2 separate regions of the Drosophila melanogaster genome follow, and region 1 is linked to region 2. The links are chromatin contacts, called in public HiChIP or PLAC-seq maps. All regions are on one chromosome and are shown on one strand. Each heading gives the region's core, a stretch centred on a gene start, on an enhancer-like site or on the middle of the called end of the contact. The rest is flanking DNA. Distances are from core to core; before and after follow the strand shown. Region 1 holds the start of GILT1 (Gamma-interferon-inducible lysosomal thiol reductase 1). Region 2 holds the start of lncRNA:CR46530 (long non-coding RNA:CR46530).

The links. HiChIP or PLAC-seq counts read pairs in DNA pulled down with a chosen protein or histone mark.
Region 1: an H3K27ac HiChIP or PLAC-seq map of the Kc167 cell line shows a contact between it and region 2, with 7 times the contacts expected there. The contact joins the promoter of GILT1 here to the promoter of lncRNA:CR46530 in region 2. A contact is called at or near these places in 4 of 107 Hi-C or Micro-C datasets (the Clone 8 cell line, the S2 cell line and embryonic neurons) and 1 of 6 datasets of contacts at active chromatin or transcription factors (the Kc167 cell line).

The regions. Positions count from the first base shown.
Region 1 is chr3R:13,400,523-13,403,268 of dm6, forward strand. GILT1 (Gamma-interferon-inducible lysosomal thiol reductase 1) reads right to left here and starts at 1,340. Exons shown (of 4, transcript NM_142030.4): 1 at 1,157-1,340. The coding sequence starts at 1,228. Dpm3 (Dolichyl-phosphate mannosyltransferase subunit 3) reads right to left here and starts at 2,529. Exons shown (of 2, transcript NM_001038962.3): 1 at 2,317-2,529; 2 at 2,037-2,248. The coding sequence starts at 2,466. The coding sequence ends at 2,114.
Region 2 is chr3R:13,055,963-13,059,122 of dm6, forward strand. lncRNA:CR46530 (long non-coding RNA:CR46530) reads right to left here and starts at 1,714. Exons shown (of 1, transcript NR_190039.1): 1 at 856-1,714. pic (piccolo) reads left to right here. Exons shown (of 7, transcript NM_142000.3): 6 at 1-326; 7 at 389-763. The coding sequence ends at 469. sim (single-minded) reads left to right here and starts at 1,793. Exons shown (of 8, transcript NM_169495.4): 1 at 1,793-2,281.

The DNA of each region.
Region 1 (2,746 bases), core at 90-2,589, 340 kb after region 2:
ATACATATGTTTATTTATTAGTGGCTGTGCAATCAAATGGCATTCATTTAATGTAATTTCAGTTGATTATTTTAGCCCAAATTGAAGCTTTATTTAGATGGAAAATTTAAGTAAACTTTGTAAAGCTCGTGATCGAAGCGCAAATGTTTGAACAATGCCAGCCGAAAAGCAGGGGCAATAAAAAATAAAGAAAATAATCACAAATATGTGCAAACGGCTATGAATACAAATGCAAATTGCTTTTTGTTGGAGTTGAAGTTATATAAAAGCTAATGACACATCGCCGAAAGAACCCGCCATTCTTCTCGATCTAAACAACAACAGCAGCAGACTCAGCTAAGTATATATGTATGTATATACAATTCGATTGTACCGCACATATGTGCACACAAAAAAATTATACCTAACTTTGGAACGTTCTGAAAATGCATTGCATAAATTAACGGGGTTGTGATAGTGCAAAAATATAGCTGAATAATTGTAGAAATCTAGGTGAGCATATATGAGTGATCATTTTTAATACACCAACATAAAATGATGAAAAAATACCAATAAAATCAGGAAGGTATCGTATATCAGAAGAATTGTTAGATAAAATGGAATATGACTAATGATCTTCTGCTTGAAATTGCTGATACTTCTTGGAAACATTGTGCTCAGTGTAGAATGAAGTTGCAGTTGGGGCTGTGCCGGCAAGCTCCGGTTCTTCTATGAGAAATCGAAACTGGTCTCCGAACCGGTTCTTCGCCCAAATGAAAATAACAACAGAGCAACAGGGCGCTCTCCAAGCTCACATACACATACATACACGCATACACATGCATTTATATTGTCAATTATGCTCTACGCTTTTCCACGGTGGCGGCATTTTCCGATCCGACGACTACGACGTGTGGCACAGTTCGTTAAACTCTCGAAATGCCACTTGTTGCTGCCACGAAAAGGGTGCAGCTCTTTTATGGATTTTTTTATTTTGCATTTTTGTATTCCTATACCCCCACTATTTAGTTATTCGACTTAATCACGTCTTCACCTAAATGGTAAAAGCAATTCGGAGTGCCCCTGACACGCTTGGCTGTTGTGTAATGGCTTAGTTGGCCCCGTTGGCTGATTTTTCGCTAGTTTGGCGAAGGGTTTTTCCGAGCCGGAAACTCACCTTAGCGGCACTATAAGCCGTGGCAATCAGGCAGCTCATCAAGAGGCACACAGCGGCGATTTTGTGACTCATCTTCAGGCTTCTCGTTCTTCAGAATTTCTTATAAATGCAGTTATATAGCCAGCACGTAACGAACGGCGGTCGTGTTGTTAGCGGTTCGGTGGCTGAGCGCGAACTGTTGATTGTTGTAGAGAGCTTGACGCTTAAACCGCCGTTCCAGTTCCAGTCGGCCATTAGAAAGCCGATTTCCAGACTGCCCAACCATGAGTAAATAAATGTACTATCTTTTTTATCATCAACTATGTATTATCTTCTTGAAATTTATTTCTATTTTCAAACTATTGTCCGCCATTAAAAAAAAAATTACACAAATTAACTTCAAATGGCTATTAATCGGTTTATATTGGATCTTTTGAGTATCACAACATTCAGCTTCGCAATTATAACTCCTTCCAGTATTTTGCAGAAGAGAAAATTAAAGTTTTGAAACAGTATATTTTTTTCTCTTTCGCATTGTAATTAAGAGAATTTTAAAAAAATTGATTTATTGGAAATAGATAGCCAAAGCATGGATTTGCAATATATGGTTCGCACTTACGAGTTTTCCATATACCATGTTCATTAAGTAAAAATATGTTTTCCGTAAAGAATATTATTAATCTCTTTAAACGTATTTTACCTCATATACTTTTTTAGTTTTCTTATATTTTTTATTTTGAGTAATTCACAGGGGAGCTAAGCCAATTAAACATAAACATATTCCATACTTTTTCAAGCATATCCTTTCAAAACCTCAACATAATTTGGCCACCAAACTTCCGACACCTGGGGAAATCAGCCCCCAACAACGCGTCCGCCCACACAAAATGCGGTCTAGAGTAAATTTGCGTAATTTTTGTTTTTATAAATAATGGAATTACAGATTAACATGCACAAGTCCTACGAGCTGGAAGTCTCCTAATCTCGAAACCGAAATCCCTTGGCTATCAAATCCTTGCGAGCCTCCTGAATTTCATCCTGCAGCTCCTTGGCGGCCTCGGGACAATCGTTAAAAGTCAGAGTTCTATATAGAACAGTCCAAACGGAATATATCTGTGGGTAATATATAGTAGTAGTCAATAAGAGGTGTTATCTGCATTGATTCATATCCAAAAACTCACTCCAAAAATCACGAGGAGCAAAAGTGGTAAAAGCTGAATGTGCAGGAAATACTTGGTAGTTAGTGGCGTTTGCACTGTTCCCAAAACAACGGAGAGATAGGGAATCGCAAAGAGCGATGCGTAAAATAGCCAGCGTTGTAGATTTGTCATAGCTAACGAAATTTATTGGTAAACAAAACTAAACCGAAAATAAAGTTCTACACGTAAACATAGAGCTGGAACTTAAGCCGATGGTCACCCGGTAATTCGATATCGATATTTACCGGCTACTATCGATAGGAGGTTTACCTATTCAAATCTAGTTAGAGGTTTTCCTATTCATGTCTAGTTGGAGATTTTCTAATTAGTAATTCGTAGCCTGACGGCTTCCAGTTAGACATTGTTTACTTTTCTAATTGGCTAACTTAAGTGTGACCAAGCCCTAAGCACG
Region 2 (3,160 bases), core at 464-2,963:
ACGTTTTCCGTCACGGATCTCTGGTGATGCAGAACGTTGGTGAGCGAACTACGCCGATCAATGGATGTGTTCTGTACGGAACATGCAACGGAGCCATTGGCATTGTAACCCAGATACCGCAGGACTTCTACGACTTCCTGCACGGCCTGGAGGAGCGGCTGAAGAAAATAATCAAGTCGGTGGGCAAGATTGAGCACACGTACTACCGCAATTTCCAAATCAACAGCAAAGTTGAACCCAGCGAGGGATTCATCGATGGAGATCTAATTGAGAGCTTTTTGGACTTGAGTCGCGACAAGATGCGCGATGCCGTTCAGGGATTGGAGGTGAGCTAAATTGCATTTGACCACTAGGAGCTGATAATAACAGTCTTACATTTGCTTTCCAGTTGACACTGAATGGCGAACGAAAGAGTGCGGATGTGGAGGATGTCATAAAGATCGTCGAGGACCTCACGCGCATGCATTGAGGTCCTTCGGTAGTTTGTATATAAGTATTGGAGAAGGAACTGTCTCACCGCGGACTATCTGATTGTACATGAAACTTCGATACCATGTATCCCGCTTAACCACGTAAATATCCACTCAAATCAATCCCCGTGCTAGATGCTGCTACGACTGTCGGATAACAAGACGTTTCTCGAGTTCCTCGTAAAAAAAAATTGACAATGTAGCAAAAAAAAAAACTGTTTTAGGTGCGCCTCATGCGCTCTTTCAAAGTTGCGCCAGTCACGCATTGATTTAATAAAAAAAAAATTAAATGGAAAAAAAGGTTTGAAATTTTAAGGGTTTTCCGGTTTCCAATTGGATATTGTTGCTACTATTCTTACAACGTTTATTTAGCATACTTTTGGGATATTCAATAAATTTTATTTTTTAACATATCAATTGCTTTGTTTTCATAATATCTAAATTTTGTTATATTTGACTTAATTTTCAAAGTTTAACCATTTAAAGCTGTTATTTTTTTCCTTAGAATTATATAAGCTGCTGATTGTGTTAACTTAAATGAGTTCTAAAAATGCAGGTAAGTGCACGGAAGTAATTATATTTTTATTGCTTATACACATGTAAAACTATTCCGATATTTCAATTCATATGTAAATTGAGTTTTAGAAGTTATTATATAGAAACTTTTTGTTAAGGATCCGCTCAGAAAATAAATAGAATACACATCAATTATAATTTGGATCAGTAATATACGTACATTTCGCAAAAGGACACCTATTGACATAGTTATTCATGAAACTGAGTGATGCTGTTTCGAGAACCTGGCCAAATGCCGATCCACCTGGCTAATACCTTTTGGCATGCCGCACGCATGCGCAGCGCAGTTCCTTCGCCACCGGTCGCCGAGCACGTCCACATCATCCAGATCCGGCGGAAAACGTGAGCACATACACACGGACAGGCATACCAAGGGGTGTGGGAAAACTGAGGTGGGTGGGGTGCTCGGGGAGGGGGTGGCGCGGTGGCATTGGCGTTTCATTCATTAATACACGCACACTGGCGCACTGGTAAACGGGAAAGAAGGCTGGAAAGTTGCATGCTTAGCCACCACCAACACCAGCGACTTCCAGTCAAGGGGATTGAAGTGGTGTCCGTGTGTGCTGCCTCTGTGTGCGTATGCGTGCGCACTCGTCGCGCCTCCACATCACTTGCCTGTGTGTTGGTGTTGCCGCTGGGATGTGATGTTGCTGCCGTGCTGCTGCTGCTTATACTGCTGCTGCGGCTGCTGCTGCTGCTGCTTCTGCTGCCCCCAGTTACTGCAGGCTGAGCTCGGTCCATTTGAGTAGTCACTCATTCGCTCGCCGCCCGCTCGCTGGTTCAGCTGCGCGTCCACGCCGTCTGTCCTTATATACATATATGTATATTACCGATATATATAATATCCATACACATATATCCCAGTTTGGATAATTTTCTCGCTGTGCCTACAAGTGTTAAATAATATATATAAATATATAAAAATATCTGTGTGCATTAGAAATAAGTCAAGAATTCTAGCAAGCAAATTGCCCAAGTGCCATAAACGCAATCGCATAATACCCGTTAACGGGCTCATTAGGAAAACCTTTTCCGGCAAAAACACAAAACTCGCTCGGCCGCAACACACATTTAAGTTTATTTATTTTAAAACCATCGACTTAAAGCAAAAATGTGCTAGCAGTTAAGGCGACAATTTAGTTTGATTCTCTCGGTGAACGGAGCTTTCCTATTGGGATTTATCGACGGTGGCCCAACTGCAAGAATACCAGCGGCAAAACGGATAGCTGCCAGAGGTGAGATGACTCATTGCCCTTCGAAGGAACCCTTCTGACACCATTAAACATTAGTAACAATAAAACGCGGCAACTGTGAACAAGTGAAATCCAATGCGAATTGTTGTAGGCGACATTTGGAATAGAAAACACATGTATGTATGCTGGGCAAACAAAGAACTTGGAATCGTTGTCGTCGTCATCGCCATCGAGGGCATGTCACCCAGTCGTCTGTAATATGACGCCCACAACGACGGCAATGCCGTCGGCGGAGGTTACTTCGGGCTACGTTCTGCGTCCTCCCCCGAAATCGGGGACCAAGAATCCGAAATAATTGTTTAGCCACAATAACAATAAAACGAAATAATATAGTGCCGAAAAAAAGAGGAACCCATAAACTGAAACGCCCCACTGCCAAATGCAAATTTGCAGGGCCCAAAACGAAAACAACCGAAAGACTCTCTATAATTATGAAAAGGGAAAAGGGAAAAGCAGCAAATCGAATTGCACTTAAAAGTGTCCCCTCGCAGACTCCAAATCCATGCTGGATTCCAATCCCAGACGCTGTGGTCATCAGCCCCGGGTTTTCTACAGAATCCCCCGCAGTATCCATAAAACGAAAGCGAACGATTCTTGTTTTGTTTTCTTAATGACCGTCTCCGGGAATCGGTGGAGTTAGAGGTCTTTCATTAAGCTGAATTTGTAAACTATATTTGAGATTTAAAAAAAATCCTTTTTTTTTTAGATATTTAGATAATTTGAGTAGTCAATTGGTGTTACCAGGCTCTTGCATAGATATTGTTATAATTTCTTGAAGTTTGCCTAGCTCTCTCAATCAGTGTATTCTTTTAAAAATTAACACAAATTCGCATAACATTATTTTAAAGTCGAACCATGTAG